Regions from separate parts of the Mus musculus genome. Here all the other regions are linked to region 1. A link is a contact called in public HiChIP or PLAC-seq, Micro-C and promoter capture Hi-C data. All regions are on one chromosome and are shown on one strand. Each heading gives the region's core, a stretch centred on a gene start, on an enhancer-like site or on the middle of the called end of the contact. The rest is flanking DNA. Distances are from core to core; before and after follow the strand shown.

Region 1 (2,574 bases), core at 48-2,547:
CAGGAGACCTGGCTCCCCGGGGTCCCCTCCCCCTCCAGGCGGTTCGCACTGGGCTCCCGGCTCCCGAGCGAGTTTGTTTGTCCAGCGGCGGCGGCTGCTTCTGCCCGCGCTGTTTGCCAAGCTTAGCGCGCCGCCGCGCAGAGCGGGCCCAATTAAGTCTCATTCATTATTCAGCGCCCCCGTCCGCCCCCCGTCCCCAGCCGTGGCTGGGTTGTCGTTTTGTCGCCCCTCCTCAGCCCTAAAGGGGCCATATCTAGTCCCCAGCTAGAACTAGACGTTGGAGGGAGCTAAAACATTCTGCCCACTGTTGACAAGTGACCCTAAGTGAAGCCCACCGGCTCCATCCCTACCTCTAATCAAGCCTGGGGAATTTCGTAGATCCAAGCTTCTTTTAAAAGAAACTGAAGCTCAGGAAAGGGTGTGACTTGGCCAAGGTCACGGAGCTGCTCGGGGATTGTAGCCCGGGATGTTGAAGGCATCTTGTAAGCCAGCTCCATTCCAGCGTCCAAGCGAGAAGGCAGGCTCCTCTCCCCCGAGTCTCCCTGGGTTTGCCCTTACTCTTCTGATGGCTCGCCCCCACCCTGTATCCCTTGCTGGTGTGGGTTCCCCCCCCCCCCTTTGCTTCAGGCTACAAGGGTCTGAACAGCTTCTGGCTCTATGGATTCTGGGCTATGCAGGCTCAGACTCCCAGGTCTGGCTGTGGAGTCCCCTAACTGGAAGGCCTGGAAGCAAGGTAGTGAGGCAGAATTGCGGGTCTTGAGGGGCTCTCTCCTTCACCTCTGAGTGGATGTCTCTCCTTTAAGAAATTAGACGTGATCCTATAATGGCCGTCTTGGAGTACAGAGAGAAGCGAGACAGGGATCACCTCCCATTTGTGGCGGAGAGGAGAGGAAGTCGAGATTTTTAATTTTATTGATAGAGTCGCCCTTTTTCTCCCGCCAGGTAGCTGCACGGTTCGGACAGCTTTGACCAGGAATGTCCCAACCTTGCAAAAAGGAGATCTGGGACTTTTGGGGACCCTCCCTTCCGTAAACGGCAGCGCCATCTGGCGGTGTTAATGAAGTGCTGCAAGAGGTGCGCACTGCCGGGAGTGGGGCGCGGTTCCAGGCCCTACAGTGTAAAACTGGGTGAGTCTGGGGAAAGCTTCCCGTAGAGAGGGCGATCAGAGCCCAGGAACACAGGACCGGAAGGTGGCTACGAAGGGGCTGACCAGGGCTTTCGGGGCGGGGCCTGCAGGAGGTGGCCTGACTTCAAACACAGTCACCCAGCACTGAGGGACAAAGTCCACTTGTGTGGAGGTGAGAGCAGTTACAGAGGGGCCATTTTGAATCTGTGTTCAAAGGCAATGGCTGTTCTGAAGCAGCCTGGAAGCCTGGGCTGCCAGGTACTGCGGCCCTGCTGGGACTGCCTGAGGGTGAGTTTGCTTGAAGTAGGTAAGACGATTGGCAGGCAGATTTGATATTCTGAGGATTTTTGCGGCCGCTTTGTAGAGTGCCTTCGATCTGGTTGATAGGGATAGGATGGCTGGGCTGTGGGGTGCTAAGGTCTGGGTCAAAATGTTCTCCAGAACGTTTAAGTGGAAGGAGTTCAGGGTCCCTTTCAAATTTGGCTTGTGGGAGAACGGCATAGTCTGGGGAGATGGGAAAGCTGGAAAGGGCTTTGGCCGAGTTACAGAATGCACCCGCTTACACACACACACACACACACACACACACACACACACACACACACACACACACACACACGATGTTAAAGGAGTGAGTTTGGCTAAGACACTGGCTTTCAAAGGGGTTTGAAACAGTGAAAAAGTATTCTCTTCAGCCCTTTCCTGTGAGCCATTACTATTCCAGAGTCTAAGGGGAGGATAGAAATTTAAGCTTCTTTTTTCCCCCTTCTTATTCTTTCTCAATTTTACTTTATGTACACGGGTGTTTTGCTTGAACCTTTGTGTGTGCACTGCATGCACTCCTGATATCCTTGGAGACCAGAAGAGGGCATCTATGAGCTGCCATGTGGGTGCTGGGAATTTAAACCCCAAGTGACCCCTGGGTCACCCGTTAGTCCCAAGCTTTTGAGTTGTTGTTGTTGTTGTTCAGGCACCTAGTTCTCAGTGTCCCAACTTAAAGTCACTTAAAACATTCTCTTCCTGGGGGTGGAGAGATGGCTCAGCCGGTTAAGAGCACTGACTCTACCTGGTGGTTCACAACCATCTGTAATGGGATCTGATGCCCTCTTCTGGTGTGTCTGAGCACAGCTACAGTGTACGTATGCATAATAATGAATAAATCTTAAAAACAAAAACATTCTCTTCCTTGGACATGGTGGCACATGCCTATAACCTCAGCACTTGAGGAGGTAGGGGCAGGAAGACCAAGATGTCCTCAGCTATGGCCGCATAAGACCAGTTTGGAACGTGCAATAAGACTGTGCCTCAAATATCAATAAATTAATAATAAATAAATGAAAATATTTTAATTGAAGCATTTCCTCCCTTAAATATGGAGTCACTGTGATTGTAAATAACAGGACTGGGGTGCTAACGGAAGATAGGAGACATCTAGTACCTGAGAGACC
Region 2 (2,574 bases), core at 27-2,526, 490 kb before region 1:
CCCAAGTACCCAGCTCCTCACCCCAGGAGCCCCAAGCAACTTTCTCTTTGTTTTTGAGGCCATGGTGGGCTACAGGCCACAGCTTCTGGCAAGGAGCAGAAAGGCCTTGCTTATGGAAGCTTTGCAAAACTACCTACAGCTGCTTCTTCGTAGGAGTAACAACAGGGCTTGAGTCTCAGAGGTTACCAAGAGGTCAGGGAGACCTGCACATGGCATGTCTACTGACCTAAGCCAAAGAGCTGAAGACTGGCCTGTGGTGACACACTACAGACCTGTTCCTCGTCAATGCTCACTGATACAAGTCCCAAGCAGAGGCTAGCCCGTGAAGCTTGGCCTGATCGATCTAGACATGGCTATATCGATACTGTGTCCCTCCATCAGCAAGTTCTCTTTCCCACCCTCACTCTGTCACACCTACCTGCTTCCAAAGGAAGGGGTCGCTGCTGTTGAGCTGCCAGGCCAAAATCAAATGCAGAGTAGAGAGGCCCAGGCCGCTGAGTACTGCGGCTCGCATGCGAATGGGAAGAAGAGTGTAGGTGATGTAGACGAAGAACACGGGGCACCAAAGGCCCGCCGAGGGGCTGTGTGGATTGGCTGCCAGGGCACCCCCGACTTGCACGGCTGCTAGGATGCCCAGGACCACATAGCTCACCACCCACATGGAGTCCTGGCGGAAGCTGTGTCGGTTACACACCACCATGAGTACCACAAAAAGGACAGAGGCACAGGTCAGCAGGGCCACGTAAGCAGGCTGAGGCTGGGCAGGCGCAGCGTGGAAAGTCAACAGTACAGCCATGAGCAGCACCAGCACCGCCATGAGCAGCGTGAGGCTGCTCTGGTTCATCTGGAAGAAGTACCGCTGGTACAGCCGCTCCAGCTTGGCAGAGCGGAACTGCTTAGACTGGAACACCTGCACAAGCCGGTGCCAGCAGGACGGACCGCTCCGAGGCGATGTATCCGGTGCCACTTCAGCTGTGCCCATCGGTGTGGTCACCTCAGTGTCGTCAAACCCCAAGGCCACTGACCGCAGCCCCAGCTCCACACCCCTGCCCGGGCCCGCCCTCCTGATGAAGGCTTCATCCTGCCAGGGGCACCGAGTGTGAGCTGCAGGAGTGGGGCTGGGTGGCTCCGCATTCTTGAGGCAGCTCATGTAGCGAGGTGCGCAGAAGCCACTGGCTCGATTCGCGTGGCGTGGGCGCTTCTGCCCATTGCGTTCCCCCCAAGCTGTTTTCCGTTCATCCACTTTGGGAACCAGGAGGCCACTAAACCATGACATGCTGCTGGGAGGAGAGACAGGGAATGGTATTAATACCACTGCGTGGCCACAGCCACCATAGTAGCCTGTGACCTGAGCGCTTCCTACAACTCTGGTCTTCATTCCCACCATCTTCCCCCCCTTCTCCCTCTTGCTCCAGCCCTGCTTGCTTGCTTCTCGTTGTGGATGGTTGTGAGCCACCATGTGGTTGCTGGGACTTGAACCCATGACCTCCGGAAGAGCAGTCAGTGCTCTTAACTGAGGAGCCATCTCACCAGTTCCCATTCCCACCGTCTTGATAAAACTGCCCCAGGAGAGGCAGCTGCACCCCCACTCAAAGGTAAGGAACACAGACACATGGAAAAGACCCAGCAACCATATAAGTAAAGGATCTGAGAGCTAAGTTTTTAAGAGCACTCCCCATACTTCTGAAGGACTCTGGTTCAATTCCTAGCACCCACAAAGCAGATCTTACAACTGTTTATGGCTCCAGCTCCAGGGGCTTTGACTTTCTCATGCAAACATGCATGAAAGCAAAACACCAATGCACATAAAAGCATATTTTAAAAAATTGAGCTGGGTGTGGTGGCACACGCCTTTAATCCCAGCACTCGGGAGGCAGAGGCAGGCAGATTTCTGAGTTCGAGGCCAGCCTGGTCTACAAAGTGAGTTGCAGGGCAGCCAGGGCTACACAGAGAAACCCTGTCTCAGAAAAGAAAACAAAACAAAAACAAACTACACACAAGCCTAATACATCTTGTCAACAGAATATGTTCTGCTGTGAACTGTTGATCGTTGACCTCTACACAAAAGGGATTCTTTCCATATCCTTCCTTCCTTCCTTCCCTCCTTCCCCCCTCTCTCTCTCTCTCTCTCTCTCTCACACACACACACACACACACACACACACTCTTCAGCAAACTAAATTCAATTTCTCCCACAGGTCACAGTTTAAACGTTACTTCCTCACGGAAAATTTCCCAGCCCCACCCCTAAGACTACGTTTGGTCCAGTTTAACCTCTGTTCATCTCCTCCACAGTACTTATTGCCATTATAATTAAATCATTTCTCGTTTAACGTACGCCTCCGTCCCGGGGACTACAAGCTTTGTGCATGTAGAAACTATACCTATTTTTGTCAGCACTTCATCTCCAGAGCTATTGGGGCTAACAGTAGGTGCTCAATAAACGTAGGAGCAAACAATAAGGAGGAAAGGAGGGAGGGGAGTGCGGCTCAGTGGTAGAATGCCTGTTTAGAACACACAAGGCGTTGGGTTCCACACTTAGTATCACAAAGAGCTGGGTGGAGAGCCGACAAG
Region 3 (2,574 bases), core at 24-2,523, 460 kb before region 1:
CTCCAATAAAGTTGCCTGCCGGTCCTTCAGTCAGGAGACAGACTAGGGTGTCATTAGATGAGCCCCCCCCCCCATCTTTTTCTTACCGAGGGAACAGGAAGATAAGATATAGGTGGGAAGCCAGTTGGCTTGGGTGGGTGGTCTTCCTCTCCTTTCTACCGCACAGAACCTTCTATAGATCTCTTGAACCCTTCCCAATTGTAACCGGAAGGGTGGGCAAGTGTCCTGAACTTACACCCTCCGGGGTTTCAGGAGCTAGAAGTGGCAAAGGGCTGAGTTGAGAAAGCGAGACACCAAGCACGGCTGGTGTCTGCCTCACATCCTCTTGGGATGCCCAAGCAGGAGGTTAAAATGCAAAAGGAAAATTTTGGTCGGGGGGGGGGGGGGAGGGATGTAAAAAGGGAGCGAGCTCAAATGATGACAGCTTTTAGAAGATCTCTTCAGAGATTGCGACTCTTTCCTCGAATGGCGGGGTGGGGGTGGAGGGCGCTGACTGGTGCTGGATGATTAGAACCAGCATCCTGCACACCGTACGTAATTCTGGTCTTTTGCAAAGCGGTAGGCTTTACCCTTCTTCCTTCCCAACCTCAGCGTCAGGATCGCACCTTTGCTCCACCCTTTAAGCTCACCTAAAACAGCCCCTTTCTGCCCCAGTTCCCGCGGATGCTTTGGCAATGTCTGGCACAATCCTTGGCAGGGAAGTGAAGAAGAGAATCTCCATCCCGGCTTAACTTGGATAAAATCTGCCCGTGCAACAGGTGTGGGGAGGCCTAGCCACCGTCCCCGAACTTCCCCCTTCTTAAGGGTCGGCCCTTTACCGCAGCCCGGAACGGAGAGGGCCGGGCACCTGTTGGGGCAGGAGCTGCTTTCATGGCACGGGTCTGGGAGCTCAAAACCATTTCTCCCTAGTACCACTGCGGGGTTTGCTTTGGGTGTCTCCAGGACTTGCAGAGAGCTGACATTGCCGGATCACCTGAGACCTCTTCCCCATCTGCTGTCCGTCCTCCTTTAGATCTCCATTTTCCTGTCTCCGCGTTCTCCCTGCCTCCAGTCCTCCTCTCTCTCCAGCCATCCTCCCCGCCGCCCGCACCCTCTCGATTCTCCACCGGGCTCGCGTCTGGTTGCGGCGTCTCTCCCCTTCCCCTCCCCCGCGCCAGCCCTTTGTTTCCCGGCGGAGCAGTTCCTGGGTTGCGAGAGTCCCTGTCTCTGCATCTCTCCTCGCCCCGCCTCCTCCCCGCCGGGATCCGCCCCGCCTGCAGCCTCTCCGCCCTTCTTCCCCGCCGCCCCGGCCCCGGAGGTGCCGGGGACCCACCTTCCCGACTCGCGTGCGCCCGGTTCCGCGGCCCCGGCGGGTCCCCCCTGGCTGCCGCGCCCCCGCCGCCCGCGTCTTCCCGGGAGGGGGTCAGGTGGGCGGGCACTATTGTTGTGGGAGCCGGCGGCAGATTCCTCAGCCGCGCTGGCGCGCTCGGGGTGGGACCGGCTGGGCTGGGGGGTGGGGAGGGGAGCGGTGATCTGAGCTGCGAGCAGCTGGTCTTCGCGGCTCGCTCCTTCCTTCGCGCTCGCGCTCTCCGCCGCCGCCGCCCGCAGGGCTGCGCGGCTCGGTGGCATCTCGGGCGCGGCCCGCCGTCCTCGCCCCCGGCGCCGCTCGCTCCCCCCACCCACCCCGGACTCCCCCATGTATGACGACTCCTACGTGCCCGGGTTTGAGGACTCGGAGGCGGTGAGTGCCCGCGGGGGAGGGTGGGGGGTGGGGGTGGGGGAGTTGGGATGACACCTCTCTCTCTTCAACCCTTCCCCCAGTTCTGCACTTTGAAAAACGCCTTGGCAGCGAGCGGGGCAGCGCGCGTAAGCCGGCGGGGGGCTCTCTAGGAAAGTGGGAAGATGGTCTCTCATAGCCAGGTATCCCAGGTACTCCGGTGTGTGCACAGGGACGCTGTAGGGGGAAGGCTCGAGCAGGTGGCCCCAAAGCTCAGGACATAGGAGGCTGAGGAGGGGAGGACAGAAGGCCCCGACACCGAGGTTTTTAGAGCGAACATGGAACATTTGGAGTTCCGTATCCTGGGTTCATGGGGTCTGAACACAACAGGGAAAGCTGAGCTCCGGGGGAGACACTCCGGACTTGTGCCTCAAGTAAATGACAAATTAGGGAGCTGGAAGAACATTAGCGACTCGCGTACCAGCCTCTGCAGACAGGAATTCTAGAACTTGGTCTCTTTTTCCTCTCTGCCCACCCCCCCTGCGCATGGCCTTGACTGCTCTCACTCACCACTGCCTCTAGCTCAGCTTCTTGGAAAGGCCACCAACCACAGGGGTGGGCCATCAGACTGTGTTCAGTCTAGCCCCCTGCAGAGGAGGGCCTGGAGGTGAGGCCAGGGGAGCTCAGGGGCATGGGGATGGGAAGGAAGCTCTTTGCTCCGAGAACCAGGCAACCAATAAATATTTAATTCTTCTCTTTGCTTTTATCTCCTGACCCACTGAGACAAATCAGCTCATTAGACAGTGATTCCCGGAGCTCAGAGAGCAGAAAGACTGCCTGGAAAGATGGGACAAGAGTTGGGGGGGGGGGTCAGTGTC
Region 4 (2,574 bases), core at 27-2,526, 320 kb after region 1:
GGTGGCAAGGGCCTTTTACCCCTGAGTCTGTACAGGGGTCTGACTGTTTTTGAAACAGGGTCTTCTGTAGCTGAGGCTACTACATTCTGCAGCTCAGGAAGGCCTGGCCTCCTGCCTCCCAGATGCTGATGCCAAAGTGTCAACACCTCACACCTGGCTTCCAAAAGACCATTTCTTTCTTTTTTGTTTTTGTTTTTTGTTTTTTTTTTTGGAAACAGGGTTTCTTTGTGTAGGCCTGGCTGTCCTAGAACTCACCCTGAAGACCAGGCTGTCCTAGAACTCATAGATCTGCCTGCCTCTGCCTCCTAAGTGCTAGCACGCTGGGCCTTGCTTTCTTCTTATGACAATCTATTATTGAACCTGCGATTTACCATTTGACCCAACTGGCTACTTATCAAGTCCTGATATCCACCTGGCTTGGCCCCCTCCCCCACCCCCAAGTGCTGAGGTTATAGACACACACCTTCAAGCCTGGCTTTTATGTAGGTGCCAGCTATTTGAAACTAGGGTTCATGTTCCCACAAGCAAGAACCGTACCCTGAAACTGGACAGAGGGCTGTGAATCAACCCAGATTTGTAGGTCTTTAATAATTAAAACGTTTTTAAAAAGCTGGTCCCCGGGGCTGGAGAGATGGCTCAGTGGTTAAGAGCACTGACTGCTCTTCCGAGCCAAAGGTCCTGAGTTCAAACCCCAGCAACATGGTGGCTCACAACCATCCTAATGAGATCTGACTCCCTCTTCTGGTGTGTCTGAAGACAGCTACAGTGTACTTAGATATAATAATAAATAAATCTTTAAAAAACAGCTGGTCCCCTTCCCTAAAATCACAGACGACCCCACAAGTACTTACCGTGAACTTTTGGCTTTAAGAGATTTATTTATACACTTGAATTACCCCAGAGAATAAGGGCGGGGATCTAGAGCTGGGGTTTGCTACAGAGCATGTTTTCTTTTTTTAAACTTTTTTTTTTAAAGGAAACAAAACATACTATTTGTGGGGGGGAAAAGTAGAAAAAAGGAAATAAAATAAACCCCTGGCAGCCTTAGAGAGGCTATTTTTTTTTTCTTTTTCTTTGTGTGTGTGGGTGTCGCGGAGGGAGGGGTGGGGGCGGGGGGCTTCCTGCAAAAGGAGAGGTGCCAGTGTGCGGAGCCCGCCTCTTTCCCGCCTTTTGGCTTTGGCCTTTTGGGGGAGGGCAGCTGTCTGGCAGTCTGAACTTCCTGTGTTTGGGAAACCCGGCTGAGGTCTTACATGAACATTCGCCCATTGTTCTTGAGGAGAGTGAGGTCACAGTAACTTTACAAGCAGCTGTTGCAAACCGAGACACCAAGTGTTCTGCCCCAGCCATGATCAAGGAGGTTTTCAGCAAAGCTTTCCTTGAGCGCCAAGAAACCGGGCTCCCTGGAGTATCAATAAACCCACATGCTCCCGCCCTCAAATTCTTTCAGTTGGAACCGAGCCCTGGGTCCGGGGAGGGGGGCCATTGTCATGTGGGCTATGGCTGACTGGGATCAGGCAGGAGTTGGGGGAGGGGGAGATTGTCATGTGGGCTATGGCTGACCATGGTGGGCAGGGCTGCCTCCCGGGACCACTATGGTTCCTGCAGCCTATCCTGCCCTGGGACATTTCTCCAGTCAACTCATTCTGACCCAGGGACCGAGGTGGCACCTGGTATTTTCAAATTCCTAGCATACTGAGCAGACCCTGTCGAGAACATGGATTTTGGTCTTAGCTTTGAAGTGAAGATGAAAGCCCACCATGCCAAACTCCTTTCCAGGAAGGAATGGGATCTAGGAGGCCAACGCAGTTCTAACAGGAAATGATGTAATGCATCAGGCTTAGGGCAATAACAGGTCAAGAAACCAGTCAGGAGTTGGTCAGAAACCAAGATGCAGACTTCCGTTAGTACACCTAGGAAGGGGCAGGGACAAAACTGCATTGTCAGACCCTGTTCTGGTCTTGTTAATTTCTTCAGTGATGGCGTCAGCTAAGGGAAGATGGCAGATGTGGGCGGAGCGTAGAGCGTGAAGGAGAACAGGGGCGGGGCCACCTGGCCTCAGGCTGCTGATGGGGCGGGGCCACCTGGCCTCTCAGTCTAATATACAGATGAGGAAAACCAAGGTTTGTAGTGATAGGTTTTTTTAGGAACGCCAGCTCTGGTGATAAATATCCTTGGCTTCTAGTGCTCCCGAGTCATATAGAGATGGTTTATAAAGCACGAGGAAGTGAGTTGAGAGACAGCATAGTGTGCCGGTGTGAGGGTAGTCCTCTCAGGCTCTTCCCCTCTCGGCCTGGGTAGTCACTGACTGTCCCGTGTCTATATATAAAGCCAGTGGGACTGCTCCGAACTGGCCAGTCCCCAACCTGGAGCATAGAGAGGTTTGAGCGCATGATCACAGGCCTCTTCCCCATCTTTCTCACCAAGGCTGCATGGCCTTGTGTGCCCTCTGGTCAGTGACATCCTCTGGGCTTCAGATCTACACAGGTCACTGTAAGTCACCTTCTAGCCAGCTCCTCCAGGGGAAGGGCACAGAGCCTCATTAGAGCACCCGAGGGTCCCTGGACCTACCCACCA
Region 5 (2,574 bases), core at 54-2,553, 290 kb before region 1:
CTGGTGGTGGCTGGAACTGGGGCTGATGAGGTGGGCGCCCGGGAGAGCTCCGGGCCTCGCTTAGTCCCCAGGGTCCTGTGGGGACCTTCATAAGAAGGTGGAGCCACATAGGGTGGCGGCCGGTCCCAGCGGCGCCTTGGGGCTGTGCCTGCAGAGCCTCTCAACAGCAGGTGAGCCTCGTAGCTAGGGGGCCCTGGCCTTCTGCCTCCCCATGGCCCCGCCCATGCAACCCCTGGGTCACCCTGCGGGAGCACGGATGGTCGGGGCGCTCGCCCCACCTGCCCGAAGCGCTCTGGTCTGGAGAAAACTGGAAACCCTGTAGGTTGGGCTGCCCGAAGGGCGTTCCGGGGCTCTGGGCGGGGCTGACCTAGGGGACTCCGTCGGGCCCCGCCAGCCTTGCGCCTTTTTCTCTCGGTCTCCTTGGCCTCCCGCTCCTGCGACGCCGCCTTTCTTTTCTCTTGTTCCCGGGCTCGGACCTCGGCGGGGGGGCCCGCCCGCCAGTTGGTTGCCTCCTGCAGCACCCTGGAGGCCCAGGGTCGGCGGGGTGGCGGCTCAGGGGATCCCGGGCGCAGCCTACACCTGGGACAATGAGCAGGAACCCAGGTGAGCAGTTTGCGGGGACAGAGAGCCGAGGTCCGGGGAGCTGGGAGCACTGGAGACCACTTGGGGCAGCCATGTGGGAGGGTTCGTGTGAGTGTCTGAGCGAGTGCACGTGCGTATATGTTAGGGCTAAAGTCGAAATGAGACTCCTCGCCATCTCTCCATGCACACTTTAACAGCGACTGCCCCCATCTCACCGCCTGCCACTAGTACTCCTGTCCCCCTAAACAGCGCTCAATGATTCAGGCCCCAGTCCTCGACGAGTGGGGGGAGGGAGGCGCGGGAAAGAGAAGGGAACAGCAGCAATTGCTGGTGCCAGCGGGGAGGTCTGGACCCCACTTCCCGCCCCACCACTTGCTGCCCCTCACCCCTCCTTCACTCACGTGCGGCTCTGGGGCCCACGGGCCCAGTAGCTGGCCTGGATGTCCATGGACTGTCGAGAAGGAGCGCGACGACTATAATGACAGGAAATAGTCTTCACTTCAATCACCAACAGCTTGGACTTCTGCACCCAGAGGCAGCTGCCGGACTCCTCATCCTGGAGCTCCCGGGGGCTGTCGGGCCCCTCGGAGAATAACGGGCCATCCAGCATCCTGCCCCACCCCACCCCGGCCCCCCACCCTCCCACCCGCCCCGTGAGCCCCCTCCCAACCCAGGGAGCCGGCGCCCACTGCAGAGCGGCAGGCCCAGGGACTGGCAACTATATATACCCGGGCACACGTGTGTGCCTGTCTGTGCGTGTGTGAGTGTGTGCTAGCGCGCGAGCGCGCGCGCATGTGACACGCCGCCGTGGACGGCTCCGCGCTGCTTCCTCCCCCATGTGCACGGCCGCCCCCTGGGGCCTGGGATTGGACGCCCCTTCCCACTCACTGCTCAGGTCCCCCAAGCCTAATGGGACCTGCGAGTGGGCGGGGAGAGACTTCTGATTCTTGCCAAGCTTACGGTGCCCTCTCCTCCAGCCCCCATTTCTTCATCCTTCCCGAAGTTTTAACCCTTTGCTTTCCTGCTTGTCAGGTTGCCTGACCACCAGTGCTCTCTCTATTCCTGCCTGCTCGCCCAGACTCCTTTCTCCGACAGGGAGTGGTGAGAACAGAACTCAAGGTCTCTGCCTGCCACTCGCTGCTGGTTTCCATGGGGTTGGGGTGCAAGAGAGGCTGGCCCACAGCTGGGGGGAGCGGGCTATTTTTAGTGTCGGTGGCATTCGGGTGCAGCTGAGATGAGTAACCAGTTCCTAAGCAGTACAGAGAAGAGGTGCCGCTTTCAGGAAGCTTTTGTGCGACTCTGGGGGAGAGCTGCTCCCCCAAGACCTCAGAAAGGTGCACCTGTATGCCTCAGCTTTCTCTGCTGAGGCGGAACTCCATCTATCCTGGCCACCAAACAGCAGGACGACTCCTACTCTAAATATGGGTGTCCTTGGGCACCCACAGAGCCTTCCCTGAGCAGCAGGCTAGCTCCCCTAACCCAGAAGCCAGGATTCTAGGGTTACACAGTTCCGTGCCCACACAGCTCTTCCAAGCCTTATGTGGGGTGCAGATAGAGTGCTTAAATACATTTGTACCCTAACAGAGGGGGATGGACTAGAGTGCTCCTGTGGCACAGCCAAATCCCCTAGCAACAGAAAAGATAAAAGTGGCCTTTCTTTCCTAGGTCGGGGCTCTAGTTCACTTGACTGGCATGGTGTGGTGCAGCTCACCTTTTGGACTCACTCGATTCTGGGGGGTTGCTGCTTGCATCCTCGGGATCCCTCCCCCTATGCCTGTACCAGGTGTCCCCTGATTCACCATGGTAATGTTAGTGGCAGCACAGCCCACGCCAACCTTCCATGCAGAGACTTAGCAACCATGCCTGGCAACCATAGCAGCAGCTCAGGGGAGGGGAGAAGTGTAGGGAGCGGGATGAGAGGGTGGCAATGGCTCCTGAGGAAGAAGGGACCATTTGCTGCTCCTGACTTTAGGAACAGAAGCCTGTGGGCTT
Region 6 (2,574 bases), core at 31-2,530, 290 kb after region 1:
TCTCCGTGCTTTCTCTGGGTATTTCTGGCTGTTCTGGAACTCGTTCTATAGACCAGGCTGCTCTCAGACCAGCGATCTGCTCGCCTCTACCTCCTGAGTGTGTAGTAGGTAAAAGTTACCTTGGCCCAAACCATGGTCAGCCCTAAGGGCTTTGCTGGAAGCAGAACTGAGAGGCTCAGATGGTCTTCCACCTTTCCTCTACACACTCCTCAGGCTGCCTCACTCTGGAGTCCTTCAGGGCCCTAATTCAGCATGCAGCCCTCAACTACCCAGGATCCAGCTGGAACCCATTCTATACTTGTGATTTCAGACAGTACTAATGAGTTGTGAAATTGATTTTTAAAAGCATAGGCCACAAAAAATAAAAATAAGAAAATAAAGGCTCCTGGTTTTTGGTTTTTTTCTCTCTTTTAAAATTAGCTTCACAGCTCCTTCCAACTAGGTTATGCTCCAACTAGGGAACACGCCCTAAGGGACGTGGCGAGCCAGGGAACCACCTGCTCTTTGACCGCCCTTGGCCAGGTCTCTAAAGAGCTGGTTAGGATTGCAAGACCAGGTCTTTGAGGCCGTTACACCTGACTTGCAGGGCCTTGGGTAACTACCAAAAACCACTCACTTCCATGCAGGTGGTTGTGGTCTCTGTAGCCAGTTTGCTTGGGGCTCCTGAGCTACCGGGTAGCCTCAGACCCTCCAGGCTGGGGTCCCTGGGTCCCTGTAGAATGGCTGGCCCTTCAAAGGTGCTCTGAAGCGTAAGCGCCATTATATTCAATGTTAAAAGGTCTCGAGAAAGCCGGGTGTCGGTGGCGTATGTCTTTAATCCCAGCACTTAAGAGACTGGTCTACAGAGTGAGTTCCAGGAAGGCCAGGACAGAGAAACCCTGTCTCAAAAAACAAAACAGAGATCCCAGGGAGAGCTGCCTCGCTTTCCTTCATTACCATCCCATGAGAGGCTTAAAACCAGCATCTTGGGACATTTTAGTGTCATGGGTGGGTGGTCTCACATGACAACGGTCTAAGCCTGACACGCCCCATTTCACTTTTCCTACTCCATGGGTCTGAAGCCCGACGTCCATCCTTCCTATGTAGGGGGAAGAAGGCGGAGGCCTATTGCTAAGGTGCGGGTTGGTGGCTACAGTCTTGATTGACAGGGGTATTAGCCAATGACTCTGACGAAAGCGGCTGCTGTTTATGAACGTGCAGATAACGGACAGGAGCAGTGCAGCCGGGGGCCAATGAGAACTCGCCTGGGCAGGTCTGAGGGCGGGGTTTCCCTAGGGGGCGGGTGTGGGTAGACTTCCAGCGCCAACCCCCGGAGACTCAGAGCACATCCGGTTTTAGCAGAGCAGGGAAGCTCCGGAGAGGTGGGCTGAGAAGGTACGTGCGAAACTAGGATCGGGCAAACCCGGAGTGAGGGATAGGGAGGGAGCAAGCGCGGGAGAGGGTAGTAGCTTCCGTTTTCGGACGGATCAGCTCCTTAGGCAACCCGGCCTGTTCTGCGTCGAGATCGAAGGAAAGCTGGGCGGGGAGGGACGCGGAGGAACTAATGCCGCGCATGCGCAGCAGCGCCGGCGGGGGCGAGTCTGCGGGGTCTCCCGGGCAGTTGGACCTGTGTCTGTGGCGAAGGCAGGCCTCTTAGCGACCCTCGCTTGCGTCCCTTCCACCCTCAGCCGAGTTCAGGGCTTGAATTCGGGACGGGTCCCCCACCCCTGACTTTGAGGTAAACGAAAGAGAAAGCTGTGTCGTTGTGGTCACCCCGCCCCACCCTGCGATCGCCTCTCGGCTGTTCCTTCTCGGGTTCCTCTGCCTCGCCTGGGTGAGCCGTCGGGGTTGGGGACTTGAGGTAGGCCTGGTTATAAGGCTGCCCTGTCACGGCGGGCCAGGTGATGTCACACTTCTTTATGACACTCGAGATTCCTTAGTTACTTAGAAGCCAATGGTAGAGGCCGAGGTGAGAAGCCCCGGGCTTAGCCTGGCTCCCCAGGCCCACGGAGCAGCCCCACTCTGATCTGATTGGTTGCCTCTGGACAGGTGAGGTGGCCTTGATTGCTTCGTCCTGAACCCTGGGTGAGTTCCAGAGTCTGCCCCGGAAGGGCGGCGATGGGTACTGTTTTTCTTGGACTGACTGATAAGTAGGCTTTGGCTTGCCTGCCTTCGTTTCTTTCCTTTTCTTTTTTTTTAAACAACAAAAACAAAAACAAGTTGTCTGGTGCCAGGCCAGGTTGCTTTGCCTGTCCAACCAGGCTTGTGTTGGCCAAACAACAAAACCACTTTGAACTTGAGACTCTCCAGTTACACAAACTACCTGTGAATGTGTAACACTTCGGACGAGCTGACTGCCTGAAACACAGACAGGAATTTGAAGGCTGAAGGTCAATGCCAGACTTTGTAGTTACTTATTAATATTTGTATGTGGTTTACCTTGTGGCTGTATGGGTATCTTAAGAGAGAGGTATGATTCAGGAAGTCCCTGAATTGCCCAATCACGTTTTCATGCCTTCTGCTAACACACTTAAGTCAGTAGTTGCTACATTTATTTTCTTTGGTGTTTCTTTATTGTCTAATTTGTTTTCTGCT
Region 7 (2,574 bases), core at 46-2,545, 260 kb after region 1:
AGACAGAACTCCCTGTGGATGTAAGGTCCATCCTGAGCCAAGCTCACTTCTCTGTAACCAGGCTCCTCTATTCCAAACGGCAGCTTCCCAACAGCCGGCTCATTCTCCCTTTTTAACCTCGTCCCATCCTGCTCGGTCTGCAGCGCCTCCTCTCCTCTGGACTACCCTAGTCACTTTTAAGACAAGACTTAAAGCAGTACCTGACTTCATTCCTGAACCAGGCTGATCTTGCCCTCCTCTGACTCCTGTGTGGTTACAACTGACTGACTGACATCTCAGCACCTCAAGAATTCCCTCTGAGTGGCTCTTTTGTTTTCTTTTTCTATGGAGACAAGGTCTTGTGTAGCCCAGGCTAGCCTGGAACTCACTATGTAGTAAAAATAACCTCTGACCCTCCTACCTTAATCTCCAAAGTGCAGAGGTCACAGGAGTGCACTACATGCTCATTTTATGGATCAAACACAGTGCCATACACATGCTCGATAAGTACTCTACCAATTGAGCTACATCCCGGCCTCAAGAGTGTTCTTTGTTTCTTAGAAACATGTAACTGAGCAAGGCAAATCGTATCCTCTTATGGGGAAAGCCAACTTTGACGCTCATGCTGGGCTTAATGCTCCCGTTCAAAATACAGTGCTCGGCGCTCATTTGTCTCTCCAACTCAGGCAGCATCATTTATATATTTGGCACGCTCTAAAGCGCTCAGGAGAGTGCCTTGTGCATAGAAAGGAATGACTGAACAGAGTAGATCTGAGACTTGCCAATCTAAATGAGGTCTTTGCTTGGCTCTCTTAATCTATTCTTTGCTCCCAAAGACAATCCTATTTTTGTTTTTGGTTGGGATTCGTGAGATAATATTCTGCTGTATGTCCCAGCTGCCTCTAAACTCATTACCCAGCCCAAGCTGTTTCAAACTCACTATGGCTCTCATGATGACTTAGACCTGATCCTCCAGCCTCCAAGCCACCAAGTGCACGTGCCATCACACCTATATTGTAATTACCTTTTTTTTTTTTTTGACAGCTTCTCATTATTCCAGGTTATCCTTGAACATGCTCTATAGATGAGGCTGGCCCTGAACTACTGGTCTTCCTGCCAACATCTCCCAAGCACTACGATTACAGGTGTGCGTCACCCGACTGTAAACAAGAGGTCAACTCTGGGAAGAGGAGCGTGTAAAAATGTGGACTCGAGCCAGTGTGGTTTGTGGCTGTAATCCCGGCACTCAGGAGGATGAGGCCCAAGTGAGACACCTGTGTGAGCCAGTGAGTTCCAGGCTAGTTCGGTGCCATGCAATGTGAGATCATGTTTCAAAACAAACGGAAATACAACATGGCTTTGGAGTCAGAAAGCTTGGATGCAGACCCTGGTTACTTACTAATTCTTTAATCCTGAATCATTTAACCTTCCTGGACCTCAGCTTTCCCATCTACGACACAGAAATAACTGCTTTAGTCTGGAGCTGTGGCTTAGCGGTAGATCATATGCCTTGCACGCTTGAGACCCTACATTCAGCTTTAGCATGCACACAAATCTAAAACAACAAACAAACAAACAAACGAAAACAAACAACCCAAAAAAAAAAAAAAAAAAACTCCTGCTTTACACAGCCATGATGAAGGAATAAGACAGTTTGTGCCAAGTAACTGCTTGGGGCTGGCATTCCACTACCATCCAGTAAATATGATCAAAAGGTGATCTGGAACATTCCCGTGGTGGAAGGCCACTGGATGTCATCTGTCCCACTTTCCAGAGTGGCCACGTTCATTACATTGTCTTTTTCTGTTTTTCATTTTTTAAAGCACTATTAGTTATCCTTTTCCTAAAAGACAAGACTCTAGAGAACAATGCTGCTACAGGGTCCTGAGGAGCCCCGGCTCAGCTAAGTCAGAGCTGAGGCTCACTGTCTTTGCTGATGTCACTGCAGCTTCACCAAGGCGAGACGTGCAAGTTTAGCTGGACCTAAAATGAAAGAGACTAAAAATATACAACCTGCCTGAGTCCAAGGAACCAGGATGCCACTCAACAACCTAAATTGCAGCCTTGGGGCAGATGGACATCTTTCTTCTGTAAGAGCCAATGCCCAGGTCGCCACAGGCAGGTGACAGGCAGGAAGGAAGGAGCTACCAATCCTATGGGTGTCCCCCCCTCTCTCCTGTTCATCTTTTGACTGAGTGCAAAGCAAGAGAAATTTTTATCATTACCATTCAAAGTTGAAGTTCCCTCCTCCAACTCTATTTTTAGTCTTCTATTTTCCTTAAAAGAGTAATACATAATATAAATATATTTTTTTTGATAAATTCAATCTTCCCTGATGGTCAACACAATTTGGTTCTGATTCTTTTAGGCCTTTTCTCTACATAAGTAAGTACATACTCTATCATACAGCATTACTGTCTGAACTACCTCTTTAGATTATTATTTTTGTACATGCACACACTCCTATCTTGGAGATTCCCATCAGCTACAGATAGTAAATGATGCTTACCTATACCAGGTAGTTAGCTGTACAATGATAAGCAAACATAATGTCCCCACCCTCAGGGAGTCAGTAATGTAGGAAAAAGGATAAAT

Evidence for each region. Promoter capture Hi-C pulls out the DNA fragments that hold promoters and counts their contacts. Hi-C and Micro-C count contacts between places; a contact is called where the count stands out from the background. HiChIP or PLAC-seq counts read pairs in DNA pulled down with a chosen protein or histone mark.
Region 2: a contact with region 1 is called in a promoter capture Hi-C map of embryonic stem cells. The contact joins the promoter of Adcy6 here to the promoter of Dnajc22 in region 1. A contact is called at or near these places in 5 of 39 promoter capture datasets (embryonic stem cells and liver), 2 of 484 Hi-C or Micro-C datasets (both in embryonic stem cells) and 2 of 115 datasets of contacts at active chromatin or transcription factors (embryonic stem cells and pancreatic cancer cells).
Region 3: a Micro-C map of embryonic stem cells shows a contact between it and region 1, with 5 times the contacts expected there. The contact joins the promoter of Cacnb3 here to the promoter of Dnajc22 in region 1. A contact is called at or near these places in 1 of 39 promoter capture datasets (neural stem cells), 10 of 484 Hi-C or Micro-C datasets (differentiating embryonic stem cells and embryonic stem cells) and 5 of 115 datasets of contacts at active chromatin or transcription factors (embryonic stem cells and pancreatic cancer cells).
Region 4: an H3K27ac HiChIP or PLAC-seq map of embryonic stem cells shows a contact between it and region 1, with 5 times the contacts expected there. The contact joins the enhancer-like site here to the promoter of Dnajc22 in region 1. A contact is called at or near these places in 1 of 484 Hi-C or Micro-C datasets (embryonic stem cells) and 4 of 115 datasets of contacts at active chromatin or transcription factors (embryonic stem cells, extraembryonic endoderm stem cells and stem cell-derived neural progenitor cells).
Region 5: a contact with region 1 is called in a Micro-C map of embryonic stem cells, with 5 times the contacts expected there. The contact joins the promoter of Ddn here to the promoter of Dnajc22 in region 1. A contact is called at or near these places in 10 of 39 promoter capture datasets (embryonic stem cells, epiblast stem cells, liver and 2 more), 1 of 15 datasets of contacts at CTCF or cohesin (stem cell-derived epiblast-like cells), 27 of 484 Hi-C or Micro-C datasets (B cells, differentiating embryonic stem cells, embryonic ectoderm and 3 more), 5 of 115 datasets of contacts at active chromatin or transcription factors (all in embryonic stem cells) and 3 of 9 other capture datasets (adipose tissue, embryonic stem cells and pancreatic islet).
Region 6: a contact with region 1 is called in an H3K4me3 HiChIP or PLAC-seq map of embryonic stem cells, with 5 times the contacts expected there. The contact joins the promoter of Tmbim6 here to the promoter of Dnajc22 in region 1. A contact is called at or near these places in 9 of 39 promoter capture datasets (the 3T3-L1 cell line, embryonic stem cells, hippocampal neurons and 4 more), 3 of 484 Hi-C or Micro-C datasets (CD8 T cells, cortical neurons and nephron progenitors), 12 of 115 datasets of contacts at active chromatin or transcription factors (the NIH/3T3 cell line, bone marrow-derived macrophages, cardiomyocytes and 7 more) and 2 of 9 other capture datasets (adipose tissue and embryonic stem cells).
Region 7: a contact with region 1 is called in a FOXA1 HiChIP or PLAC-seq map of pancreatic cancer cells. The contact joins the enhancer-like site here to the promoter of Dnajc22 in region 1. A contact is called at or near these places in 13 of 39 promoter capture datasets (the 3T3-L1 cell line, 3T3-L1-derived adipocytes, the HPC-7 cell line and 9 more), 1 of 484 Hi-C or Micro-C datasets (embryonic fibroblasts), 4 of 115 datasets of contacts at active chromatin or transcription factors (embryonic hindbrain, extraembryonic endoderm stem cells, microglia and 1 more) and 2 of 9 other capture datasets (adipose tissue and embryonic stem cells).

What each region holds. Positions count from the first base shown.
Region 1 is chr15:99,098,187-99,100,760 of GRCm38.p6, forward strand. It overlaps Dnajc22 (DnaJ heat shock protein family (Hsp40) member C22), which reads left to right and starts at 1,298. Exons shown (of 3, transcript NM_176835.2): 1 at 1,298-1,414.
Region 2 is chr15:98,603,456-98,606,029 of GRCm38.p6, forward strand. Adcy6 (adenylate cyclase 6) reads right to left here and starts at 1,277. Exons shown (of 21, transcript NM_001368413.1): 1 at 419-1,277. The coding sequence starts at 1,276.
Region 3 is chr15:98,633,494-98,636,067 of GRCm38.p6, forward strand. Cacnb3 (calcium channel, voltage-dependent, beta 3 subunit) reads left to right here and starts at 1,274. Exons shown (of 13, transcript NM_007581.3): 1 at 1,274-1,720. The coding sequence starts at 1,676.
Region 4 is chr15:99,419,400-99,421,973 of GRCm38.p6, forward strand. No RefSeq gene overlaps it. Among named protein-coding and RNA genes, the nearest start is that of Nckap5los, 12 kb to the right of the region's middle. RefSeq lists an enhancer at 555-2,158. Within about 2 kb of position 1,277, at least 174 of the 459 cell types and tissues checked have an H3K27ac peak or open chromatin away from gene starts, as enhancers often do. A contact at or near this core is called in embryonic stem cells and stem cell-derived neural progenitor cells, where this site is marked.
Region 5 is chr15:98,806,622-98,809,195 of GRCm38.p6, forward strand. It overlaps Ddn (dendrin), which reads right to left and starts at 1,304. Exons shown (of 2, transcript NM_001013741.1): 1 at 984-1,304; 2 at 1-579. The coding sequence starts at 1,192. It overlaps B130046B21Rik (a long non-coding RNA gene), which reads left to right. Exons shown (of 3, transcript XR_003951472.1): 1 at 1-603; 2 at 1,615-1,701; 3 at 2,248-2,574.
Region 6 is chr15:99,391,667-99,394,240 of GRCm38.p6, forward strand. It overlaps Tmbim6 (transmembrane BAX inhibitor motif containing 6), which reads left to right and starts at 1,281. Exons shown (of 10, transcript NM_026669.4): 1 at 1,281-1,374.
Region 7 is chr15:99,357,891-99,360,464 of GRCm38.p6, forward strand. All of the region lies in intron 1 of Fmnl3 (formin-like 3), which reads right to left. Among named protein-coding and RNA genes, the nearest start is that of Gm22951, 9.0 kb to the right of the region's middle. Within about 2 kb of position 1,296, at least 17 of the 459 cell types and tissues checked have an H3K27ac peak or open chromatin away from gene starts, as enhancers often do. A contact at or near this core is called in pancreatic cancer cells, where this site is marked.